Linked DNA regions of Mus musculus: regions 1 and 3 are each linked to region 2. A link is a contact called in public Hi-C data. All regions are on one chromosome and are shown on one strand. Each heading gives the region's core, a stretch centred on a gene start, on an enhancer-like site or on the middle of the called end of the contact. The rest is flanking DNA. Distances are from core to core; before and after follow the strand shown.

Region 1 (4,352 bases), core at 507-3,006, 180 kb before region 2:
AAATAAAAATTATAAGGATTCATGTTTTAACTTATCATACTATATAGACTGGATGTTTAAGAGAACTCTTAAGACAGGGTTTCACCATGTAGTCTTGGCTGGCCTAGAACTCACTGTGTAGTCCAGACCGTGGCGGAGCTGGCAGAGTCCTGCCTGAGGGATGGCAGGCATTCTTGCTGGAAGCAGCAACAAAGGTAACCTCTGCAGGAGGCTGTGTGGCCACAGCTGCAGGCGTTCACAGCTCCAGAAGAGCATCCCCACTGCTAAGAAGTTTTATTTTGTGCAGATTTTCCTCAAAATAAGAATTTCTTATATATTATAATTTTTAATAAATCAAAAGACTTATTCTGTATTAGGCTGGGAAAATTTATCTACAAATAAAATAACATGTTTATATTACATATATAAAATGTATTTATATTAATACATATATTTTCTGGAACCAATAATAGATTCCAATTTTGATATGGAATTAATTATTAATAATTATATTATATATAATAGATAAATATATGTACATACATATGTGCATATATATATATATATATATACACATATACATACTTAAAAGCTAGATGTTGAAGCATGCACTTATAACCCCAGTTTTTGGCAGATGGAGACAAGAGAATCAGGAGTTGAAGGCCAGCCTCAGTTACATAATGAGTTTGAGACTCTGACTCAAAGCACAAACTAAAAGAATGTAGTTTATATCTGAGGGTTAGAAATGTTCTGTTTTAAAAGATGCTCACTAACCATGGGAATTTAAAATTCTGCTATTCCTATAAACTAGACTAGTGTGCAAGCTACGTAATACCACAGGTTCTATGTGGAAACAGTGGGCCAGGCTGTGCATGTCTTGTTTTCATTTCATAAGGTATCTTCCAGGGGACAATTATGATCTGGTAACAGTGATGATATCAAGCTAGAAGCCTGTGAAGAAGGAGGGAGGAGCCAGTGGGATGGCTGAGTAGGTAAAGGTGCTTGCTGCCAATTAGTGACCTGAGTTCAATCCTGGAACCCAGGTGGTGGAATGAAAGAACTGCCCTCTGACCTCCACGTGCACACCGCTGCAGGAGGATAAACAAACAGATAAAATGTAAAGGTATTTTAATCCAGCAACATGGCTGCTCTGATCGCATCCAAAGACCTAGGTCTGTGATCTGGCTGGAATGTAGACAGGCCTTTAGAACACACCTGCAGTCCCCGAATATGAGTCTAATTAAGGGGCAGACAAAGTGACAAATCGGAGAAAGATTTGACAGAATGGGTCAGAGATAGGATACGCCCAACTGTCAGAAGAAAGGCTATTTAAGGTCAGCCCTGGGAGGATCAAGGGGGGTCAGTCCAAATGTCAGTGAGCGGGAGTAGGGTCTGTGGAGAGTCAGTGTAATGAATGTAGTGGACTTGAGTTCCTGTGTTCAGTGCAGGTCAGCAGAGGGAGTAATTCAGTGAGAAGCTGAGAGAAGCCTAATTGAATCAGTCAGTTTGGAGAGGAGTTGGAGCCAGGACAGCTGAATTGAACCAGCCAGCCAGAGCTCAGAAAGAGCTAGAAAGGGTGAGCTTATTCAGCGGTAAGTCTCCGAGATGACAATTACATCAGGCAAATACAGGTTATTTTTATAGTAAATGTCAAAAATAATTTAAGAGAACAAGAGAGAAACATTTTTGCTTTATAGCCTTCTTCTGCACAGTACAGTTTTGCACCGCACTGTCATTTCCAATTCTTGCGCAAACGTTTAAAGAAACCGGAAGTAAAAGCAGAAAAGCTTTTGGCTAAGCTGGGTGCTCCAAGACCAGACAGAGCTTGATCCTGGTTCCAGCTGTGCTGCTTGCCATAAGCAAGCGTTTCTCCTTTCTGATCCTCAGCTCCCTGTTTATATAACGTGAGCCAAAAACGCATCCTCTCTCTTCCATTGGCATGAGAGTTAAACGAGGTTTATAAACAGCTCCGCACGGGGTCGGGCAGATGCGAGGCTTCCTGCATAAACAGTGGCCGCCGTTAGCATGCCGTTAGCATGTCATCATCAGGGCTACAGCTTCTTGATCACTCCCCACTCACAGCCCTTCTCTACCAGGACCTTTGCATCTAGGCCTACCAAATAGGTATATACGTTAAACATTTTCTGGTGATAAATTTTCTGGTTAAGTATTTTGATTTTATAATTGTCAATGCTGAGAGCACCATTTTGCATAAATGTTCAGCACAAAAAAGCAGGAGGAGATTTACTGCTATTTCAGAAGTTATTAAAAACCCCTACCCTACCAAAATTGCTTTAAACAATTTCATAATGGCACTCAAGTTGGTGACTCAAACAGCAAGTTTTAAAACCAGCCTTTTTTTTTTTTAGATTTTTTAAAAAAGATGTATTTATTTATTATATGTAAGTACACCGTAGCTGTCTTCAGACACACCAGAAGAGGGCATCCAATCCCATTACAGATGGTTGTGAGCCACCATGTGGTTGCTGGGATTTGAATTCAGGACCTCCAGAAGAGCAGTCAGTGCTCTTAACTGCTGAGCCACCTCTCCAGGCCCCAAGCATCCTTTCTAACACAATTTAAAGACACATTAACTTTAGACTTGCAGGCTGAAGGAAGACAGAAGGGGGAAGCCTGAAAGTCTTTGCTGTCTATAGTTAAACCATTGTTTCTATGAGCACAGAAAACCTGTGGGTACAGGAGGAAGATTGCAGACCAGAGCATGCGGTTGTCTTGCATCTCAGCTGAGCTGTTTCGGGCCACGTTCTCCGGAGTTGTGTGGTCTGACAGCATGCTCAGTGCAGGGCACACGCTGTGTCTGGATAAGACGGCAGTGAAGCCACAGGACGCCACCCCTGTAAGGATGGTGGGAAATCCCCGATTCCTTACATGTTGAATTTGGATGACATTTTTGGTCCTTGTGTGTGTTCATGTGGCTAGCTCGCATACAGTTCCCACTCTGATAGCTTGCTTTATATTGCTTCGATAACGCTGTGACCAAAAGCAATTTGGGAGGAAAGAGTTTATTTACAGTTTAGCTTACATATCCCAGGTCACAGTCCACTGAGGGAAGCTGAGGCAGGAACTCAAGGCAGAAACGGAAGCCATGAAGCAGTGTTGCCTACTGGCTTGCTCCTTCTGGCTGATCCAGTTGACTTTCTTACCCGCCCCAGGACCACCTGCCCGAGGGCGGAGCTTCCATAGAGGGCTGGGCCCCCCACATCAATCAATCCTTAGTCAAGAAAATGCCCTATATACAGGCTTGTATTTTCTCAGTTGAGGATCTTTTTATTACGCCATTTTACAAGTGAGGGGAACGAGGTTCCATTGTACAGACCCGAGGCTCAGCGGCTCATTTTCTTCCACTTACATCAGAATCCAGAGAGGAGGAAAAACAACAAAAAAAGTAAGCATGCCAAAGTTAAGTCTTTCAGCTTGAGGCTGAAGCTCCAAAAAAAGCGCGTGTGTGGGCACTGTGAGCTGCCGCCTCAGATTTTCAGCAACTAATTCTTGAATGCTGACTGTCACTCTTACCACAAAGAACTGCCAGGCCGGTAAGTGCGCGTGTAGCAGCAGTAACCCGAGACAGCCAGGGACTATGTGAGTATTTCCCTGTTAAATCCACTGTTACTCAGAGCATTTGAGTGGCTTGGGAGCTATAGGCTAACTGTGGTAAAGCACCTCCGTGGTCTGTCTCTTGGTTCCAGGGCACCGCTGTGTTCCCGTTTCTGTCTTCCATCTTGTTGGATCAAAAGGAGTTTCCCAACCCAGAGAAGTTTGATCCAGGACACTTTCTGGATAAAAATGGCTGCTTCAAGAAAACAGACTACTTTGTTCCTTTCTCCCTCGGTAAATATACACGTTTTGGGCAACTCTTAGCGTCACTGAATTACGTCTTACGTGACCCACTGATGTAAAGTCAATTGATCGAACTGTTCTAACTTCCCAAGTCTAGCTAGAGACATTCAAGTCTCTATACCAGTCACATCAGCTTCGTCATCCAGGAACTATTGGGTGGCTGCTAATTGCAACTTCTTAAAGAAAACAAACATTAAATTCAGATGTCACCTATTGCTTGGCAGTGAAGAAACTGTTGCAAATTTTGTCTGCTGGTTTTCCTTTGTAATATCAACTTTTCCAAAACACTCCAAGATATAAATGTCTTCATTTAACTGTTATTAATTATTAATAATATTAATTTTCTGATTCTCAGAGCCAGAGTCCATCAGAGAACCTTCATCATCTTTCTTCTCCAGATTTGGCCTCCAGTCATATTTACTGGAAGGCCATAAAACCCACTTGGCATTGTCAGCCTGCATTCCTTCTCACTGTTAGTCTGTGTGTTTATTTGACTAGCATTTTTTTTTTCTAAA
Region 2 (4,193 bases), core at 299-2,798:
GGAATTTGATCTACACAGTTATAAATCCCACAATGCCAGATGGTATCTAAGACCAGAACATAAGAAACAACTCCCTCACACCCCCACACAGCCCGTGGAAGAAGTAGCTTACCTCAGGTTGTCACCGCCCTCTGTCACTTCATGGAGCAACCCAAGTTGCAGGCCAGCCACAAAGGATTTGAGATGAGCCAATTCCAGGGCCCTCCAGATCTCCTCATCCGAGTATTTGTTGAAAGGGTCGAGATTCATCCTCAGATTCCCAGAGAACAAAATGGGGTCCTGCAAGTTGGAGAATGGGAAGCCATCAGGGCTTATGTCAGCAAAGGGCTCAGTCATTCTTTGTGGCCAGGAGAACGTGGGTAGGAGTGGTCTGGCATGAACTCTAGGCAGGAAGCTGGCTCACGATTGAGCTTTTGGAAGCCTCTGAAGGCCCCGAGTACCTGCAACCGGAACACTAAACGGGGTGGGGGGTGGGGGTGCGGTGGTCCTTGGTTTGCACCTGCTTCGTTCCGTTCTGGGACCCACTTGTAGACATCCAGATGAAAAGACCATCATTTCCTGAAACAAAGCCTCCTGGCTTAGGACAAGGGAGACCAAGAGACATAGAAAGAGATTGTGTAGTCATCTGAGAAACTCTTATGTTTTGAAGAGGCCACAGAGAACAATGCACTAAACTAAGAAAACCCGGGGCCTGACAAGATATTCTCACGCACAAGCCCGAGTTTGAGTACCCAGCATCCCGCAGAAAGTGGAGCCTATGTGCTCACGCTGAGAGGGAGAGAGAAGCAGAGACTAGAGGCTGTCCGGAGATACCCACCACTGAGCTAGTCAAAACAAAACCTTTAAAAGGCCAAAGACAAAAATCCTCCTGAGGGGCTTGTGGTTAAAAGCACTTGCTACTTAGTATTCTTGCAGAGGATCCAGATTCAGTTCCTAGCACCCACACGGCAGCTTACAACACTCCTTAACACATGATCTTAATGCCAGGCTTCTGTGAGAGCCAGGTCCAAATGCTCTTAGATACACACAGGCAAAACACTCATAGCACATAAAATAAAACATCTTAAAACAACAGCAACAGCAGCAGCAGCAGCAGCAAATCCCAAAACGGCGAGCTACAGGTTCCTCGAGAGACCTTGTCTCAGTGGAATAGAGGGGAGAGTGACAGAGAGGGCATCTAATGTCACATTGTACTAAGCAACATTAAACCCTCCACAGGCACCAGGCCACAGTGCAGAGGGAGCGATGGTTCTCCGCCTCCTGTGAGTGGAGAGGTCTCTGTGGCAATTCTTAACTCGGTGGGGTCCATAGAGCAAGCCAAAGGGAGGTCTTTCTTGCTGATACGATGAATGTTCCGCTTGCTGGCAAAAACCCGCAGCAAATTCCCTCCTCTATCTTTTAGCCGCATCAAATGAGGAGTATAAAGCTTAATGACTTCAAGCTTCGGCGGCAAAATTGCTACTGCTAATTACAAAGGTCTCAGCAAACCCTGATGGGCTAACAGAAACGCCAACTAATCATCTGCTCTATCCGAGTGCTGGCGCGTTGCTGCCACCTACTGGTAGCTTCTAGCAGCCACCGGTCACATGCAAAATACAGAACTTTTTAGTCGAGAAACAGAATCTCGGGGAATTCGTCTGGAATCGTGGTATGAAGATGAATCTTGATAGTCAACTTTTGGGAGAGAGTGTCTATATTTGACACTTGGAGAGTGCAGACACAGTAGGACCAGCCGTCCCACATGCCTACTGCTATGCCTTACCACCAAGAACTGTGCCCCTTCTCAGTGAGCCGAATTAACCCTTCCTCCTGTAAGTTGTTTCTTGACAGGTACAATGACAAGAAAACTAAGCAATACAACTGCCAGAGTTGTTTTTGTAATTGAATGCATGTCAGTGTTTCCCCACTGCGTGTGCCCAAGTAAATCCTCGTTAACTAACCTGGGGAATGATGGTCAGTCTCCCTCGAAGGTCGTGCAGTCCAATGGAGGCAATATCAATCCCATCAATGATGATCTGGCCACCTGCAGACTCTAAGATTCTGAAGAGGCAGTTTGTGAGGGATGATTTTCCAGCTCCGGTCCTGCCCACCACACCGACCTGTGAATATAGTTCATTTACATCGACTTCAACATGCAATTCTCGGAGGAAAAAAAATTTAGCCTATGTATTCACAATCGCACGTGATAAAAAGAACCCCATACCAAATATATCAAATGGCTTTTAGTTTTGGTGAGAGGGAAAAAATGCCCAGATGTCAAGAAAAAAAATGGCTCTCCCATACTCCGCCTGAGTTGTGTGCTGAAGACCGTGACCGCTGGAAATAGACAAACCCTCTTCTCCATTGTTGTCACCGCCAATCTTGACAGTCATAGCTTATTCCCTTTTTAAAAAAGATTTCATTTAAAAAGTAGACAGAGGGCTGGAGAGATGGCTCAGTGGTTAAGAGCACTGATTGCTCTTCCAAAGGTCCTGAGTTCAATTCCCAGCAACCACATGGTGGTTCACAACCATCTGTAATAGGATCTGATGTCCCATTCTGGTGTGTCTGAAGACAGTGACAGGGTACTCACACACATAAAATAAATATCTTTTTTTTTTTTTAAGTAGACAGAAAGGAACTTTGGGATGGCTCCGTAGGTGATGGCATTCGCTGCTAAGCCAAATGACCCGAGTTCAACCCTTGGAACCCACACGGTGGAACAAGTTGTTCTGTGTCCTTCACACATGCATGTGCACACCCACAAAATAAATAAAAATGTAATAATTTATTTTGTATTACCTCTCTTGTCTTCTGAGAGTATAATTACATTTCTCCCCGTCCTTTCTCCCCTCCAAGCCTCCCACACACACCCTTCTTTATTATCTCTCAAATCCATTGTCTCTTTTCTCATTAACTGTTGCTACACGCATATATGTAATGCACATATTCACATGAATACACAGACGTACATCCCTAAGCGTGAGCTGCGTGGTCTGTGTAACGCCGCGTGTATGTACGTTTTCAGGGACGGACATCTGCCGTGTGCTTCCTTGGGGATGGCTAACTCTCCAGCTCTAAACTGCGGAGCACTTCATGGATCTGTGTGTCCCCTTCCTTGCTCGGGGGCCATGCTAATCTGCCCATGATGCTCTGATTTGAGTATCTGAGCTGCCAAAGGGAGAACTGGGTTGTTTGTTTTGACTTTTAGTAGCGGGAAGGAAAGACTTGTCACCAGATGAGCCTTGGGTCACCCCTGGTCCTCAGCCCCCTTGCCCAGGTTGATTAATTGATGGATAGCTTTGCTCCATTAGACCTGTAAGAGTGTACTCAACTTCAAAGACCAGAACACTAGACTCTCTCCTGCTTAGGCTCAGCAGTTCTGCGTCCAGGTCTGAGACTTCACACCTTAAGCCCGCACAGGAAATGAGCCCCAGTGGGCTGGCAGGGAGGCAGGATCCAGCCCTCCGGGTGGGTCCCTTCTGCGTTCCCAGAGTACAGGAAGAATCCCCATTCTCTCCCTGCACCCAAACGGCGAAGGCCTGGGACCCTCCTTCTGTGCCCGGCTATTCCCTGAGTCCTCCCAAGCAGAGCCGTCTTTCTCACCCACCTTCTCGGTGCTCTTGATGTTACAAGTAATCCCTTTCAGGACCAGATCCAGCTCCGGCCGATACCGCACTTGATAGTTGTTGAACTGGATCTCACCTTTTTTGGGCCAATCTGCCGGAGGCTTCTTGTCGGTCACCCACGGCGCCTGGCAAGGGGAAAGGATGAGAAACGCTGGACGTGGTAAGCAGTCCAGCCAACAGCTGCCGTGGGACTCATAGCATTTGACAGAAGGGTAGCGGGGACCTCTACCTGAGTGGACTGGGCTTTTCTGACTTTATTCAATAAGATACCCTACAAGGTTGCTCTATGGGTTTCTAGAACGGCACCACCATTTAGGAAAACTGTTTCCTCCTCTTACATTTGAAGAAATTAAGTCCTTTGGGTTAGAGCATGTGAGACTTGAAAGTTGTTCTTTAAAGCTAAAGATGCAGCTGGGCGGTGGTGGCCCTCGCCTTTAATCCCAGCACTCGGGAGGCAGAGGCAGGCAGATTTCTGAGTTCTAAGCCAGCCTGGTCTACAAAGTGAGTTCCAGGACAGCCAGGGCTATACAGAGAAACCCTGTCTCGAAAAACCAAAAAAAAGGTAAAGATGCCCTCTTGAGAGCG
Region 3 (4,771 bases), core at 1,996-4,495, 200 kb after region 2:
AGGAGAAGGAGAAGGAGAAGGAGAAGGAGAAGGAGAAGGAGGAGAAGGAGAAGAAGAAGAAGAAGAAGAAGAAGAAGAAGAAGAAGAAGAAGAAGAAGAAGAAGAAGAAGAAGAAGAAGAAATAAGATATGCTGATAGCAAAGATCAAACTGCCTCAAAAGAATAAGAAGAGCAGGGCTGGTGAGATGGCTCAGTGGGTAAGAGCACCCGACTGTTCTTACGAAGGTCCAGAGTTCAAATCCCAGCAACCACATGGTGGCTCACAACCATCTGTAATGAGACCTGAGACCCTCTTCTGGAGTGTCTGAAGACAGCTACAGTGTACTTACATATAATAAATAAATAAATCTTTAAAAAAAAAAAAAAAAGAATAAGAAGAGCAAAAGAAGACACACAACACACACAGAACAAAAAACAAAAAATTAAAACTGCCCACTTGACTGGGCAGTGGTGGCACATGCCTTTAATCCCAGCATTTGGGAGGCAGAAGCAGGCCGATTTCTGAGTTCAAGTGTTCTAGGACAGCCAGGGCTATACAGAGAAACCCTGCCTCGAAAAACAACAACAAAAACCATGAAAATACTACCCACTCGATATCCTTATATTATAATCTGAGTGATTAGAGCCAGCAATGTGGCTCAGTTGGTAGACTGCTTAAGTATCATACAGGAAGCCTTGGGTTCAATTCCCAGCCCTGGTTTAAAATCTGGGCATGATGGCTCACACCTACCTATAACCCTAGGAGGCAGAGGATAAAAGTCTCCATCCCCAGGGCTAGGGTTACAAGCATGCTTGGCCACGCCCAGTTTTCATGTGGGTGTGAGTTTCATGTTTGCATATCAAGCCAACACTCCAGCCCCTCTACCTTTTTGTTTTATTGCTGCTGCTGTTCTGAATGGGAAGGGACACCCGTATATTATGCCTGCCTCTCCCTCCCTCCCTCCCTCCCTCCCTCTCCCTCTCTCTCTCTCTCTCTCTCTCTCTCTCTCTCTCTCCCTCCTTCCCTTTCTTCACTTTGTATCCTGATGGAAGCTCTCCCTTCTCCTCCCAGTCCCACCCTCCCACTCCTTCCCCATTGTCCCCTCCCCTTCTACCCATGGGTACCAACCCGTCCTGGCCCATCATATAATTGTTCTTTATGACATACATGCAGGCAAGACACCCATACACATGAGATAAAATAAAAATAACAGGGCTAAAAATTGAGAATTCCTGTGCTTTCTCCTGAACCCGTGGAGCCAGTGTTGTAGGACCCAGGAGTACTCTGTTTCTCATTTTTGCAAAACATACGTAATATAAAGTGTTACCACGTAAATTATTTCCGAGTGCACAATTCAGTGGTTTTAGGCACATTGATGTTGTGTCACCAGCCATCACTGTCACGTTACTGAGACTGTGGCTTTGCAACAGTGCTTTCCCAGGGTCCTCTGTCTGCAGCCGTTGGCAATGACGATGTCCATTCCAGGTATCTCAGGAAAGTGGAACTGATTTGCCACTCCCAGCCTGCTTTATATCACTTAGCAAAGTGTTCTCGGTGCTCCTGTACATTGTAGTATGTGTTTTGGGTTTCTACTCCTTAGGGCTGGGTAATTTGCCACCGTGGGCACATAACTGCCCTTTGCTTGGCTTGTTAATGCTTTGATGGGCATCGGCCTGCTCCTGCTTGTTTTGAATGATGTTGTAATGACGTTATATGTGTACACATTTGCTTGAGTCTCCGCTTTCGACTCTTTTGGCAATATGGCACACCTACATTTTCAGGGCCACGTGGTATTTCTAAGTTCAGCTTTTTAAGGATCCGTCATACTGGTTAACTTAGTAGCTGTATCTTTTTACAGTCCCACCAACAATGTATTAAGCGTGAGCACCCCAGTCTCTGCATACCTTCCTTTTGAGACAGGACCTCATTATTTGTTTGTTTAACTTACTAAAGAGGTACGTTTGTTTTTAACCAATTAATTAATTAGTATGTGTGTGTGTGTGTGTGTGTATGTGGTGTCTGTAATGTGTATGTATGTGTGTATATGTATGTGGCGTGTGTATATGTGGTATGTATGTATATGTATGTCTGTGTATGTGTTTGTGGTGTGTATGTGTATGAATGTGTATGTATTCATGTGTATCAGTGTATGTATATGTGTATATCTATGTGTATATGTGTATGTATGTGTATATATATATATATGTGTGTATGTGTGTAGGTGTGTATAGTGTATATGTGCATGTCTGTGTGTAAGTGAATATGTGTGTATATGTATATATGTGTGTATATGTGTATGTGTGTATATGTGAATGTATGTATATATATGTGTGTGTGTATATGTGTGTATAGTGTATGTGTGTATGTATATGTGCATGTCTGTGTATAAGAAATATGTGTATATATGCGTGTATATGTGTGTATATGTATATATGTGTGTATATGTGTATATATATATGTATGTATGTTGTATGTGATCAGACTCTACTCATTTGTGGTCCTGGGGATTAGAACTCAGATGCTCCTGCTTGGTTAGCAGTGCTCTTAACTGCTATGTGATCTCTCCAGCCCCTGGTCTCACTTATTTAGACAAAACTGGCCTTGAACTTGCAGCAATCACTCTGCCTCAGCTTTCACCCTCCCTAATCTGCCACACACACCCCTTGACTGGTGTGAGATAGCCCCATCTTCAGCTTTAACAGGATCCTCACCATGATTGCTGCCCACACCAGGACTGTAGCCATGTCAGCAGCCGGAAGTGAAGAGCAGGGAGCCCTGGAAATCTGAAACGCCAGCCAGGGATTTGGCCAACATCATCAGTCAGTCAGAGGTTGAGAAGGTAAAACATGCATTAGTTCCTCACAGAAAGCAGCTTTAGTCTGTCTGTCTGTCTTTTTTTCTCTCGTTCTTTCTTCCTCTACATTTTAGGAGTATAGTCTGAAACCGTTGACTTAAATGGCCTTAGGCTTACCAAGTGAGAATCTGGGACACTGAGACAGGCAATCAGAGAATACAGCTTGGGATATGGGCAGCCACTCTGGGTTAGATCAAAGAAATGGGCAAATCCTGCTTCCCCACAGCAGCCTTCGTCAATATTTGAAACAACAATAACTTTTAGATGTAAAGCATACAAAGGAGAACCTTGTGTTTCTTTCTGAAGAGCCTGTGTTCCTCCCCAGCCAGCAGGAGGCTTCCATCTTGGCTTGTTTTCTGGACGGGAAACAGTGCCCAAGGCTTTCTAGTGGTGAATGTGTGCCCCCTGGTGGTCACTTTCTGTAACACTGACGCCACCCAAGGGCAGTGACTCAGCTTTAACTCATCTTGAGTGGGAATGGAGAGGACTTCGAAGTGCTCTCTCTCTCTCTCTCTCTCTCTCTCTCTCTCTCTCTCTCTCTCTCTCTCTCTCTCTCGATTTTCTGTGGAAATTTGCATGCTGGTGGTACTTCCTGGAACACAGGGGGAACATCAACTTTTTTTAGTGCTTCCATACCTCAGCATGTTCTGCCCAACACTGTCAGGTGGGGCAGGTATGGAACACTAAGCCACATGTAGTTAGTATTTGGCGTCTGCTGGAGCCTACATTAACCCCTCTCTTGATTGGTGTCTGGAGGCCGCACTGGAGATGCTCGGGTGTAGGCAGTGTCTGTCCTTTCTGTGTCTACACTGTTTCTCTCTGGGAGCCTTTGATCCTGCAGGGTGGTGAGGGTCTGTCTATCCACGCAGCCCTTCCTCCTTTGCCTTGTTAGAAAACGCTGCCTGCGCCTCAGAGAGTGCTGCTTAACTCAAGGTTGCCTCTTTCTCTGATCCCTGACTGCTCTGAAGGGAGAAGCGTTCCTTTGCCATAATATTGCCCTTGCTATAGGCTAAAGAGCAAGGGAAACAGCTAGTTACGGAGGGAGCGTTTGAGACTATGAATCAAAATACGTTTCTCCTTTCAAAATAAACAAATTAACAAACCTAAGATTATATATATTCCTCCAAGCCTAAAATGCAACATTTCCCACAATATATAAGCAATTTAATGTTACCTATAACAATTAAATATAAATAATTATATATAATTAAATATATTTAACCAGTTAAACGTTAAAATTAGAAACTACTTTGCCATCAATGTTAAAGAAACCTTGCTCCCTCCATTTCCTCAGCACGGTGGAACCTCTGAGTGGTGATCACCCTCTGAAAAGGTAAAAAGGGTAGGACCCAGGGGAGCCTTCTTTCCGACACACAAGACAGGGGCCTAAATGCAAACCACCATGGTCGGTGAACACACCACGGATTTTCATGAGAGGACCTGTTTCTCACTGACTTATAAGTGAGTCACATTTCCCCCCCAATGAAAAACAACCTAATACCTTACCATGCTTATTTCAATGCTAACGGAAGACATCATGGCCTGAAGCCTCCCAGTAGCAATGGCTATGTCACTGGATGTTAGCTGGTGGCCTCTGAGTTACCAACAGCCCTGCATTAAGGTTCTGACCTCGCCTGTGCACATACTCACTAGTCACAGTGTAAAAACCACAAACATCCGGTAGCTGACCGAATTTCTCCAGCACCTTGGACTTCTGAGGTAGGAATGTGCTTTTGGTAGGTGTGGAGCCCGTAGAGTCCACGGACATTACAGAAAGCCTCCTGGGAGCCAGTCATCCCGTCACCCCTTGGCTCACTGAAGGTCCTGCGAGGTAGGTACTAAGATCTCACTGTATTCACAAGGAGCGTGAGGTTCAGGTGGGTCCAATTTACTCACCCACAGCCAAGCTGGGGAACTTCTGCCCAAGACAATTTGCT

The links. A called contact is a pair of places that touch in the nucleus more often than the background predicts.
Region 1: a Hi-C map of bone marrow-derived macrophages shows a contact between it and region 2, with 31 read pairs. The contact joins two enhancer-like sites. A contact is called at or near these places in 11 of 39 promoter capture datasets (the 3T3-L1 cell line, 3T3-L1-derived adipocytes, the C10 cell line and 8 more), 1 of 15 datasets of contacts at CTCF or cohesin (the NIH/3T3 cell line), 2 of 484 Hi-C or Micro-C datasets (bone marrow-derived macrophages and nephron progenitors), 1 of 115 datasets of contacts at active chromatin or transcription factors (bone marrow-derived macrophages) and 4 of 9 other capture datasets (adipose tissue, embryonic stem cells, liver and 1 more).
Region 3: a Hi-C map of bone marrow-derived macrophages shows a contact between it and region 2, with 4 times the contacts expected there. The contact joins two enhancer-like sites. A contact is called at or near these places in 5 of 39 promoter capture datasets (the C10 cell line, the HPC-7 cell line, embryonic stem cells and 2 more), 8 of 484 Hi-C or Micro-C datasets (B cells, bone marrow-derived macrophages, cumulus cells and 1 more), 1 of 115 datasets of contacts at active chromatin or transcription factors (pancreatic cancer cells) and 1 of 9 other capture datasets (embryonic stem cells).

Annotation. Positions count from the first base shown.
Region 1 is chr19:44,006,500-44,010,851 of GRCm38.p6, reverse strand. Cyp2c23 (cytochrome P450, family 2, subfamily c, polypeptide 23) reads left to right here. Exons shown (of 9, transcript NM_001001446.3): 8 at 3,687-3,828. Among named protein-coding and RNA genes, the nearest start is that of Cyp2c23, 21 kb to the left of the region's middle. Within about 2 kb of position 1,756, at least 23 of the 459 cell types and tissues checked have an H3K27ac peak or open chromatin away from gene starts, as enhancers often do. A contact at or near this core is called in bone marrow-derived macrophages, where this site is marked.
Region 2 is chr19:43,829,951-43,834,143 of GRCm38.p6, reverse strand. Abcc2 (ATP-binding cassette, sub-family C (CFTR/MRP), member 2) reads right to left here. Exons shown (of 32, transcript NM_013806.2): 28 at 3,590-3,733; 29 at 1,941-2,099; 30 at 113-279. Among named protein-coding and RNA genes, the nearest start is that of Gm10768, 6.8 kb to the left of the region's middle. Within about 2 kb of position 1,548, at least 6 of the 459 cell types and tissues checked have an H3K27ac peak or open chromatin away from gene starts, as enhancers often do. A contact at or near this core is called in bone marrow-derived macrophages, where this site is marked.
Region 3 is chr19:43,629,530-43,634,300 of GRCm38.p6, reverse strand. All of the region lies in intron 1 of Gm34922 (a long non-coding RNA gene), which reads right to left. Among named protein-coding and RNA genes, the nearest start is that of Gm4311, 10 kb to the left of the region's middle. Within about 2 kb of position 3,245, at least 50 of the 459 cell types and tissues checked have an H3K27ac peak or open chromatin away from gene starts, as enhancers often do. A contact at or near this core is called in bone marrow-derived macrophages, where this site is marked.